Linked DNA regions of Mus musculus: region 1 is linked to region 2. A link is a contact called in public Hi-C data. All regions are on one chromosome and are shown on one strand. Each heading gives the region's core, a stretch centred on a gene start, on an enhancer-like site or on the middle of the called end of the contact. The rest is flanking DNA. Distances are from core to core; before and after follow the strand shown. Region 1 has its middle 6.2 kb from the start of Gm15266. Region 2 holds the start of Tspyl2 (TSPY-like 2).

The links. A called contact is a pair of places that touch in the nucleus more often than the background predicts.
Region 1: a contact with region 2 is called in a Hi-C map of B cells, with 16 read pairs. The contact joins the enhancer-like site here to the promoter of Tspyl2 in region 2. A contact is called at or near these places in 3 of 39 promoter capture datasets (erythroid cells and liver), 1 of 484 Hi-C or Micro-C datasets (B cells) and 2 of 9 other capture datasets (adipose tissue and pancreatic islet).

The regions. Positions count from the first base shown.
Region 1 is chrX:152,114,706-152,120,570 of GRCm38.p6, reverse strand. No RefSeq gene overlaps it. Among named protein-coding and RNA genes, the nearest start is that of Gm15266, 6.2 kb to the right of the region's middle. Within about 2 kb of position 3,125, at least 2 of the 459 cell types and tissues checked have an H3K27ac peak or open chromatin away from gene starts, as enhancers often do. A contact at or near this core is called in B cells, where this site is marked.
Region 2 is chrX:152,338,396-152,344,558 of GRCm38.p6, reverse strand. It overlaps Tspyl2 (TSPY-like 2), which reads left to right and starts at 2,075. Exons shown (of 7, transcript NM_029836.4): 1 at 2,075-3,019; 2 at 4,179-4,256; 3 at 4,362-4,473; 4 at 4,552-4,697; 5 at 4,832-4,926; 6 at 5,167-5,834. The coding sequence starts at 2,234. Gpr173 (G-protein coupled receptor 173) reads left to right here. Exons shown (of 4, transcript NM_001359449.1): 4 at 1-961.

The DNA.
Region 1 (5,865 bases), core at 1,876-4,375, 230 kb after region 2:
TATACATATTCAAGCCAGGAGAAAATGAAGAAGCAATGAATATACTAGATGTTAATACAAATATTTACTCTACGGAGTTCAAGGGGAACAGCTGAATGAGGACAGATTATTAACAATAATTTCCACAATACACTTTATATAGTTTTAATATTTTTTAGCTATTTGTATTAGTTTCATATCTCTGGCATAACCAATGACCACAATCATGGCTAAAATAACATACTCAGGGTCAGTAAGATGGGTTAGCAAGTAAAAGTATTTGCCACCAGACCTAACAACCTGAATTCAATCCTTGGGAACCACATTATGGAAGGAGAGAGTTGACTCCCACAAGTTGTCCTTTGACCTTCATATGTGCACCATGACACATGCACACATGTGCACACACTAAATAAATCAATGTAAAAAAGAAAGCATGCTCAGCATGCACAAGGCCTTGGGTTCGATCCTCGGTTTTGGGGGTCAGAAGCCTGAAATGGGTTTTCAGGGCTAAAAGCAAAGGACATGTTCTTTAATGTTAGGGGGAGTGTTTCTGTATTTCTTTCCTTGCCAATTCCAACTTCTAAAGGCTTCCCACATTCCTTGGTTTATGACCACTTTCTTCAAAGTCAGAAATGTAAAGTTTTTATTTCTCTTCTTTCTCCACTTTCCCCTCCTGTCTCCTCTCCCCTCTCTTTCCCTCTCTTATTTCCATAATTTGTTACATTTCTCTAACTCTCCTTTCTCCTTCACTTGTAATTACCCTTGTAGTTGGATTGAGCCTACCCAATCAATCCAGAGTATTCTTTCTATTATCAAGATCCTTATCTTGACATCCACAAATTTCTTTGTGCCATGAATGTGTTCTCCCAAAATTCATATGTTGAGTCCACATGGTGTTGGTTTTAAGAAGTAAGGCCTTTGGAAGACTCCACCTTCATGAATGTGATTAGTGATCTTATAAAGGAGGCCTGAGAAATCTTGTAAGTTCCTTTCTGTCCATTATTCATGTGAGGATGTGTTTAAAAAAAAAAAAGAGGCCCACAGATAAAGGATGGATGCTCATCAAACACTGAACCTGCCCTTGGATCTCAGACTTTCAGCCAAGGTATGCAGTAACCAATAGCTGTCTATTAGACTTAGGGACCACTCAGCAAAAAGGAAATCATTCCTGGCACTGAAAACCTAGTCTAGTCCTAGTGAGATCATGGATCTTGGAGGAAACTACACTACCATCACTTTCCTAAACCAGAGTAATTCCTAGCTACATTTTAAGTATTTATCCTTCTACTCACAGATAAGTGGAAGTCTTGTCCTTCATCAAAGAAACGTCTCCGTACAAGAGATGGAGACCATTACAGAAAACCACAACCAATCAAAACGCAGAGTTGTGAAGTTTAGGTCCAATGGGATACATCTACAACACAACTCCTACACATGAGGAGGTGGAAAGATTGTAAGAAGAGGGAGTTTACTGTGAGATTGTGTCTCCTAGAAATGTCAGAGAAGCTACATCCATGAAGTCTCTACAGTATGGCTACCTAAACATGACCTGAACAAGGACAACAGTGATAGACATGCTACCACGGGATGAGAAAAGCTCATGGGGCCTCAACCCTAGACAAAGAACTACAGGCAACTAAGGAGTGCTGAGAGCAGAAGAACCAGTCTTCTCCAGGGAAGAGCCTCGAAATTGGTTGTCTAATACCAACTGCTCAGCCTTGAAATCACATATATACAAGTAAGGAACAATAGGACATCGGCAAGAAGGCTGATTTTGAAGGGTAATTAGGAGGATGGAAATACTATGTATCTTGATAGAGATGTGAGTTACATGGGTTCGTGTTTTTAATTGAAACTGATTGAACTTTTCACTAAGATGTGAGCATTTTGTTTTATGCAAATTATATCCCAATAGAATTTAATGTTACTGTTATTAGTTATATGTAATGTTATTAGTTATAACAGTAACATTAGTGCTCATGAGGGAGCCAATAGAGGCCAGAAGAGGATGTTGTATTCCCTGGAACTGTCATTACAGAGGGCTGTGAACTAACACATGGGTGCTGAGAACCTAACCTGGGTCTTCAGCAAGAGCAGTAAGTGCTTATAAACGCTGAGCCATCTCTCCAGCCCTTAATATTTATATTTTTGGAACACTTGGAGTTTATTTGTGCATAAGCAATAAGATAGAGATATGACTATTTTTGCCAAATCACAAGTAAATTGCACAATTTATCTTTTCACAAATAAATTCATCATTGTTAATATGCTAAATTCTTCATGAATCTAATTTTTAAAAGCATTCTGCTGTATTCCATTAATCTAGTTTTCTGTTTTGAATCAGTACCGCTATGCTTTAATTTCTACAGCCTCACACTTTCTTTCATTAAGTGCTAAGACGGATGGTTACTCATTAGTCATCTCAGAATTTTCCCAGTTATTTCTAGATCTTTATCTTTCCAAAGGGATACAATTTATATATGTAAGATCAATGTAAAATTATTTGAATTTCATGAAGTTTATGAATTAATTTGAAGAATATTAACATTTTTATAAATAGTGATCATTTCCCATATTTTTATTTTATTACAGTATTTATCTAGCTATTGTATGAAGGGTCAAAGGATCCTTCATATTGTATCCTGGGTGTTAAGCTCAGACTGTTGGTTCAGTGGCAAGTGCCATTACCTGCTGAACCATCTCATCAGCTCTATGCACATATTTTATAACCTATAAGGGAGCCCCTTAACTGTCCAGTGAGGTTTCCAGAAGGATACAATGACAAAGTTTAGAAGGAAATACAGAAGTTTAAGTATAGCTTAATGGAGGGGAAATATAGAGCTGTATGAAATACAAGAAAGAACAGAGCAGAAGAATGTGTGTAAGAGGTGGTTATTGTAGTATCTATTGCTGAGTACCATACACAAATTTAGTTGTTTAGAACAACAACCCTATTTGCTTCATAGTCTCTATGGGTCAGGAATCTAAGCACATCTTACCTCAAGTTCTCTGCCTCAGGGCCTCACAAGACTACAATAAAAGTGTTAGTCAAGGTTTAGGGACCACTAGAAGAATCAGTAGAGGAAGGACCACACCAAGATCAGGTGGTTATTGTCATATTTTCAATTCTTCATTGACTGTTGGACTGTGACCCCCCCCCCCACAGTTCCTGGTCTTCAGTTTCCTGGCACATGACCTTGCCAGCATAGCAACTTGCTTCATCAAAGCTAACAAAGGAACTAGGAGTATAAGTCAGAGGTAAAGCAATTGATAGAATGTGAGAGGCCTTGAGTTTGCTATCCTGTAAAACACACACACACACACACACACACACACACACACCACAAAGTTAAAGAATCATTGTTTAGCAAGATAGAAGTCTTAGTTCTATGTAATCTAAACACTTAAGTCAAATCCCATCACCTTTGTCATATACACGAATTGTACACTAGTCTGTATGTTAATTCACACCCACAGGGAAGGGATTACACATAAACATCAATATCAAAAGTAGGGATCAGGGGCTGGAGAGATGGCTCAGCAGGTAAGAACACTGCTCTTCTGAAGGTCCTGAGTTCAAATCCCAGCAACCACATAATGGTTCACAACTACCTGTAATGCAACCTGATGCCCTCTTCTGGTGTGTCTGAAGTCAGCTACAGTGTACTTATGTATAATAATAAATAAATTTTTGGGCTGGAGCAGTCAGGGACTGAACGAGCAGAGTTGGCCAGAGCTAGCAGGGCTGCCTGGAGTTAGCACAGGTCCTAAAATTCAATTCCCAACAACCACATAAAGGTTCACAACTATCTGTACATCTACAGTGTACTCACATACATAAAAATAAATAAATAAATCTTTAAAAAAGTAAGAATCAGGGCTGCCCTCCGAGAGCCCAGCAAGTAGCTGAAAGAGCCAGATGCAGATACTAGCACCCAACCATGGACAGAAGCTAGGAATCCCTGTGATTGAATTGGGGAAAAGCTGGAAGAAGCTGAGGAGGAGGGTGGCCCCCTGGAAAGAGCAGCGGTCTCAACTGACCTGGACCCCTGGGATCTCTCAGAGGCTGAGCTACCAACCAAGCAGCATACACCAGCTGATATGAGGCCCCCAACACACATACAGAAGAGGACTGCCGGGTCTGGACTCGGTGAGAGAAGATGCACCTAACCCTCTAGAGACTGGAGGCCCCAGGGAGTAGGGAGTTCTGGTGAGGTGAGAGTGTGTGTGTGTGTGTTGGGGGGAACATCCTCTTGGAGATAGGGGTGGGGGTGGTGGAAGAGGTATGGGATAGGGAGTGGTTGGGGGGCAGACTGGGAGGGGGATGAAGACTGGACTGTAAAAAAGGATTAAAGAATTAAAAAAAAATGTAAGAATTGTTGAGGGCCTCCTAAAGGCTACTTATCATAGCTACTAAGAAATATAAGTTATAGTAAGTTTAGAATCATTTGCCAAAGGACTGCCCTAGAATCCCCTAATACATGGAAAGGTTTCTCAATATAAAATATAATCTTCCTTCCTTCCTTCCTTCCTTCCTTCCTTCCTTCCTTCCTTCCTTCCTTCCTTCCTTCCTTCCTTCCTCCCTCCCTCCCTCCCTCCCTTCTTTCCTCCCTCCCTCCCTACCTTCCTTCATTTCTTCCTTTTTTCTTTCTTTCTTTTTTCCTTCTGTTTTTCTTTGTTTGTTTTTGTTTTTTTGAGACAAGTTTTCTCTGTGTAGCCCTGGCTGTCCTAGAAATCTTTCTGTAGACAAGGCTGGCCTTGAACTCAGAGAGATCTGCCTGCCTCTGACTTCCACCCAGATTAATTTCTTTTATCTTTCTTTCCTTCTTTCCTTTTCTTTATTGAGATAGGGTCATGTAGCTCTGGCTGGCCTTCATCTCCCTGTGCAGCCAGTGGTGACCTTGATCATCAAGTCCCTATCTCCCTAGTACTGAGATTACAGCACAGTTAGCTTGGATATTTTTTTCTTTTTTGAGGAAAGATCTAGGCTGACCCAGAATTCACTATGTAATACAAAGTATCCTCAAACTCTCTGTCTTCGATAACATACATTGGTAAATTGCCATGTACTGTTTGCATTCACTAAGAAGCTAAGTTTAAAATTGGGATTGTTCCAGAGTCATTTCAGATTAAAGTATATTTGTCTCAAATTGTCCTCCAAGTTCACTTGATTCAGGATGGGCTCTCCTGCCTCACTCTGAGGCAGACAGAGAGAGACAACAATCACAAAACAGCCAAAGAGTTAAAATACTGTGCCCTTAAAAATAACTAGAGGGTAAACCATTTCTAATTGATGTAACTAGTATTCATTCCATAGTATTTAACATGCCTACAGTGGAAGAGCAGAGTGCAGTTTCGGCCATGGACAGTTCTATCATTGGGAGTACAGCCAAGGAGAGAAAGCACAATGAGGAACTTCAGTTGACTGCCTCAAGGTCCTACGTCAGTTTCTGCCAGATGTCTTGAGATAATTTAGTGATGTTATCTCTTTCTATTGCTATTTGGTCTTTTGGTTTTGTTTTTACTTGGAAGCCTCACCCAAGGGAATCTCTTTATGGTGAAGGTCATCTGACTGCCTTAGGGGGGCTTTCTCAGTTGTTGTCTACTGGATGTTTTGAGCATCTAAGTTGCTGTTTTGCTAGCTATCTATCTATCAATCATTTGCTATTTATTATTTTACTTTGGCTTGCTATATCCTTAAATTTATTCATTCTAACCCTAAAATATGGCTGGCATAGGTTATTCCCTGTACCATACAGAACATCTTTGTGTATCCACTTTCCAAGCACTGAGATTATAAGCATATGCCACTATGCTTAGCTCAATTTTAATTCCTAAGAAAATTATGGTCTCTGGCAGAAAAGACTCCAGGCTCATATGGCC
Region 2 (6,163 bases), core at 826-3,325:
TGTCTCCTATCTGTGTATGATCACATGAGGAGGTATGATTGAATGAGATAGTGTGTGTCTGTGTGACTTTGTGTGGGTAAGAACCTCTGAGGAAAACTTGCCTGGTACACATATGTGAGCAAATACATATATGTGAAGAAATAGAGTATACACACACACACATACACACAATGGAGAGGAGACAAAACTTAGTATGTGCCTGCAGCAGGAAATAGAGTGCTTAGGAGATGGAACCTGAAATTTTTCATGTATGTATGTGTCAAGAGAGTCAACTCCCATCTCATAAAGTTGTCTTCCTTTGGCCCAGCTTCTGAGCACCAGGTAAGGAGAGAATACTTTAGAACCCCATCTCTTCCCAATGTCTGGAGATTCAATCCTCACCCCAAATTTCAAACAAGGTATTTCTTATATTAGACCACCATGGAAATAGGAACTGGGAATAGGGGAGGGATCAAACATGAAGGCAATGGGGTTAAGAAATGGCCCCCTGCAATGTAATGGCTTTTAGAGGAACTGCTCAGCCTAAACTGCAAGTCCTTCTTACGGTTCCACTGTATACAGCTGGGACTTGGTTTAGCTTTGACTAAATTCAGAAGGAAAGATAACATAACGAAAAAGCCCAAGTCTGGGGATCTACCCAGCTGGCCTACTCCCTAAGCACTCAATTAATTTACTATTTATTTACTTATTTCTTCAGGTGCACAGAATTGAGCTGACCCTATTACTCAGTTCTTGGCACACTCTATCATTGGTCCATGCAAGGTCCTTTTATTATTTTGCTTTGTCCCCTTCATCACCCATTCCTGATCCCATCCTTCCAACCCCACATAGGCACCGCTCTTCAGTACTTAATGTGTGTCCTTCCAAACCACCGTTCATGTGTTTATTTACTTATGTGTATCTGTGGAAAATATATGGTATTGATGTGTTTTAATTTACATAAACAGTATTGTACTATAAATCTTGCTCTGTTTCTTTTTTCACTTAACATTCTGTTTTTGCGAAATCCAGCCATGTTGCTATACATAGATCAAATTTATTCTAGTAGTCCATCTAAAACACATATCACATCCATTTTCCTGTTGATGGATTCTGAGGTTCCTTCCTCTGCTACCACAGCAAGGCTGCAATGGGCAATTATCTCCTCTCCTTAGGAATGTCTAATGTAGAAGAAACAAGCTCAGAGAGGGGCAGTGATTTGGCTAAAGTCACAGTGGAAGTCACCTGCTATGTGGATTCTAGAACCAGAGCCAAAACTCCACCATCGTGCCTCATCAAAGACCAGCCATTTCTGATCACAAACAAAATAAAATATAATATTAGGGTACAATTAATAGCCGCATTCATTTAGGAAAAGCTGGGGTAGAAATTATGTGTAGACAAAGAGAATTTTAAAGTTCTAGAAAAATCTAGCACATTAGTTGAATCACCTTTTTTTTTTTTTAATGACGCAGAGGAAGTTACTCTTTGCATCTGTGGAGCCATTTTGCAGAAATAGAAAAAGCCATGTCAAAACCTGACCACCAAAGCAAAAAGACCTCAGATATTTAAACTACTAGCAGTTCAAAGCAGCCTGCGACTGAGGGGCTACAGCGCTCACCCCACAGGCATAAACTGGTGGGGGAAGGGACAGATTTTAAAAGTGCGTAGTTGTTGGGGGAGTGGGGCGGGGAGAATGATAGCGAGGCTCTCTGATTTCATTTGAGCACATCTCGTTCCCTGGTGCTTGCGCACTCCCAGCCACCCTCCCCGGGCCTAGTCTTGTGGTCTTCAGAATCACTGGTACTTTTCCCATTGGCTAAAACATTGCAAGACTGAGGGTGAGGGGGCTCCTACCCTAGCTTTCCTCATAGCCAATCGCCCCGCAGTTTTCCTCTCATCACTGAGGGGCAGTCAGCCTGATGATTGGTGGGCGCGAAGGGAGCCAATTAGAAAATGATGATGTGTAGTGTTGGCAAGCGGATTGCGTGAGAGAAGGCAGGGGCTGAGGGAACGCTACCGCCAGCTCCGAGGCCTGCAGCCAATGGCGGGCAGAGCAGACGCCATGCCAGGGAGTGGGCGGGGCCTGGGCGATAGGCGCTGTGGGAGTGGGGCAGGCGCTGTGGGAGGGGACGTCAGAGCGAGGTGGTGAGCAGAGCTGGTCGCGTGAGGTGTGGCGGCTCCGCTTCAAGTGTGACTGGTGGCTACGGCCTTGTCTGAGAGCCGCAGAGCCAGTGTTGTGAGTGCGGTCACCATGGACCGCCCGGACGAGGGGCCTCCGGCCAAGACCCCCCGCCTGAGCAGCTCGGAACCCCGTCAGCGCGACCTGCCGCCCCCGCCACCCCCACCGCTCCAGCGACTGCCCCTGCCTCCACCCCAGCAGCGTCCGAGACCCCAGGAAGAAACCGAGGCTGCACAGGTGCTGGCTGACATGAGGGGGGTGGGCCCCACGCTGCCCCCACCACTGCCCTATGTCATTCTTGAGGAAGGGGGGATCCGCGCGTATTTCACCCTGAGTGCTGAGAGTCCCGGATGGGATCACGCAATGGAGTCAGGGTTCGGGGAGGCCCCTTCCACAGGGATCATGGAAACGCTCCCATCTTCAGAAATCTCTGGGGGAAGCCTGGCAATTGACTTTCAGGTTGCAGAGCCCAGCAGCCTCGGAGAGAAGGCCCTAGAAACCTGTAGCTTAGGAGGGTGGGGGCCCCAGATGTTAGTTGGTCCGAAGAGGAAGGAGGAGGCTATCATAATAGTGGAAGATGAGGATGAGGATGACAAGGAGAGTGTGAGGAGGCGGCAGCGTCGGAGGAGGAGGAGAAGGAAGCAGAGGAAGGCGAAGGAGAGCCGAGAGAGGAGTGCCCAGAGGATGGAGAGCATACTGCAGGCCCTGGAGAGCATTCAAATGGACCTGGAGGCGGTGAACATCAAGGCAGGCAAGGCCTTCTTGCGTCTCAAGCGCAAATTCATCCAGATGCGAAGGCCCTTTTTGGAGCGCAGAGACCTCATCATCCAGCATATCCCAGGCTTCTGGGTCAAAGCAGTATCCTTCTCATCAGTATGCATGGGCCAGAAGCCCATGACTGAAGGGGAGATGTGTGGAAGAGAGAGAAGAGGTGTGGGGGAGGGTCAGAGATGAGGATGATGAATCCCCATTAGAAGATTCTAGAAGGCGTGGAAGAGGGATGGCAAGAGGGCAAAATCGCATCTAAAACTAGACTGCAGAAGGGAAAAAGAGTAGCATTGCAACATTTAAAAAGAAAATGGATCCCAGACAATAAAAGAGGGAGGGGTAACGGAAAAGGCACACAGCCCATAAACGGAGCAACAGATAGAGAAAGGAGGAGAGGAGGGGGGAGTACAGGTGATGAACTGACTAAGGAGGGAGGGCGCATAAGCTCTTCGGGAAGCGTGCTCAAACCACACAAGGCTCCATAAACCTGGGTCTCTGCTTAGATACCTAGAAATCCCAAATCTGTCTACCATCCTCTCCATTAGAGGGGAGAGAGTAGAAATGGGATGGAACCCTGAAGAATCAGGAGAAAGACCACTTGGTTGTGAGGCTCAAGTGGTTAAATGAAGGGAAAGGTACAACAGGAAGAATCCAATCCACTATTGGTGACTGTTGAGCTCATTCCCAGGGAAACACGTATGCAACATTTGAAATGCACACATTTTAGTAGAATTTATATAGATATAAACACTTGGCCCATGATTAAAAAGTGTCACATGATCATAGGCTCTCGGGAGTCAGGCACAGGGTATCAAGTAGATACAGATACATAACTTCCATATCTAGACATGAGGCAACTGGGCCTAAGCACACAGACTTCTAGAGGCATTCATCCATTATGTGGACACTGAGCATCAACACCTATACATGTAACATTTAAATGCAGGTCCTCGGTAACCAAATGTATCTGTACTTAGACTTGGGCTTTTAGCTCCCAGACATACAGTATTCTGTGAACATAAGCACAAGAATCACATGGACATGGTCAGAGACCCTTAGCATCTAGACCTACAGCAAATATGAACCATGGCAAGGCTCCCTGATGCTGAGGTTTAACATTGCATAAGCACTCACCTACTCCTCAGACATCACTCAAACACAGAAGGACCCCCCTTGCTTCAGCCTGTTTTGCTCTGCCCTCCCTGGCATTGAACAGTAAATCCTTGACCTAAACTGCTCCACTCATCAGTTCCTCAACCACCCCAGAATTTCAATCTTGATCAACCAACGTGACAGAGACATTTTCCGCTACTTGACCAATCTTCAGGTCAGGCCAAAGAAGAAAGCCAAGGAATCTGGTCTTTGGAGGTGAGGGGGTGGGTGGGAAGGGCCCTGGGAGGGATAGATACCACTATTACCCCACCCTGAGCAGGTACAGGACCTCAGACATATCTCCATGGGCTACAAAATGAAGCTGTACTTCCAGACAAACCCATACTTTACAAACATGGTGATCGTCAAGGAGTTCCAGCGCAACCGCTCAGGTAAGTGATAGTCCCAGGATAAACCTATGGCCCCTATACTATCATTTCCCCTTCCTTCTGTATCTCTTCCTCTTCTAGGCCGGTTGGTGTCTCATTCTACCCCAATACGTTGGCACCGGGGCCAGGAACCCCAGGCCTATAATCGCAGGAGCCATGACACCAGAGAAAGCTTCTTCAACTGGTTTTCCAATCACAGCCTCCCAGAAGCTGACAGAATTGCTGAGGTGAGGCCCCTCCTGGCATTGCCAGGGAAAGCCTTTCAAGACTTGTCCCTGGGTGCCTGAGAAATTGTGAGTGGGTTCTAGGACTTAAACTCCTTGAACTCCTTTTCACTCTCCCCCTCCCCACCCCTCAACAGATCATCAAGAACGACCTGTGGGTTAACCCAGTACGCTACTATATGAGACGAGGTGGCTACAGATCAAGCAGAAAGAAGCAACACGGAAAGGAAAGGTGATGAGAGAAATGGTGCCTGAGAGGTTGGGGGGTTGTTTTTAAATAGGGCAGAGACTAACCTAGTGTTGCACAGGACTTATAGAGACACAGGGGACCACTGAGGTAATCCAATGAATACCTTGTTTACAAATGAGCAATGATCCCCAGAAGTGGCAATGGGACTTTCCCCCATTCTTAGAAATCCTAGTACCTTACTCCCAATAACATTATACTAAGTTCTAAACTTGCCCACAGTAGAGCCAAGAATCAATATGAAATGGTGATCATGGAAGATGCTCATGACCATTATGCAATTGAAGACATTCTCAGTGACATCTCAGAAATTGATGAGATCACTGACAATGAGACCATTCACGACATCAAGATCTCTGACTTCATGGAGACCACCGACTACTTCGAGACTACTGATAATGAGGTGACCGATGCCAATGAGAACCTGTGCGACAGTGAGAATCCTGACCACAGTGAAGGCTACAACACCAAGATCACTGACAACAAAGGGAGCGTTGCCGCAAATCCAGATGACAACAGTGATGACCCAGAGGAAAAGAATACCTATGACAGTGAGGATTCCAACAGCGAGAAAGCTGATGGTGATAACACAACCCTACGTGACAACCAGCAGGTTACTAATATCCAGGACAGCAGTGATAGTGACAATGGAGATGAGGGCAGTGATGATGAAGATGATGATGGTAATGAGGGGGACAATGAGGGCAGTGATGATGATGATGATGACAATGAGGGCAGTGATGATGATGACAGGGACATTAGATACTATAAGAATGGCCCTGAAGTCTTTGACAAGGCTCTGGATAACCGCACCAACCAGAATGACTATGAGGAGGAGGTAGAACTCATCTCTGAAGACTCAGTTGAAGAAGAGGAAGAGACCAGTGAGGAAGGTGAGATATAGGCCCCTCCCCCTTCCTTTCTCTTCTGAGAACACCCAGGTTTCTTTAGGCAACTGGTGGTGAGGTAAACACTGTGTGTTCTCTCCGGTCAGAGGACAGGGCAGTTAATTTTACCTCAAGGAGTGGGAAAGGAGAGGGAGAGCTAGGGGAAGGAGGTACCATTATTGTCGAGCCTTCTCCATGGCATGGATTAGCGACACAATGTTTGGCAAGGCTTCCAAGATTATCAGAGGACCCTTCACTCATTCATTGTTGATCAAATGTGTTAGGCAAATAATACATAAATATCCTCTACACATTCTAAGAATCCTGCCTTTAAA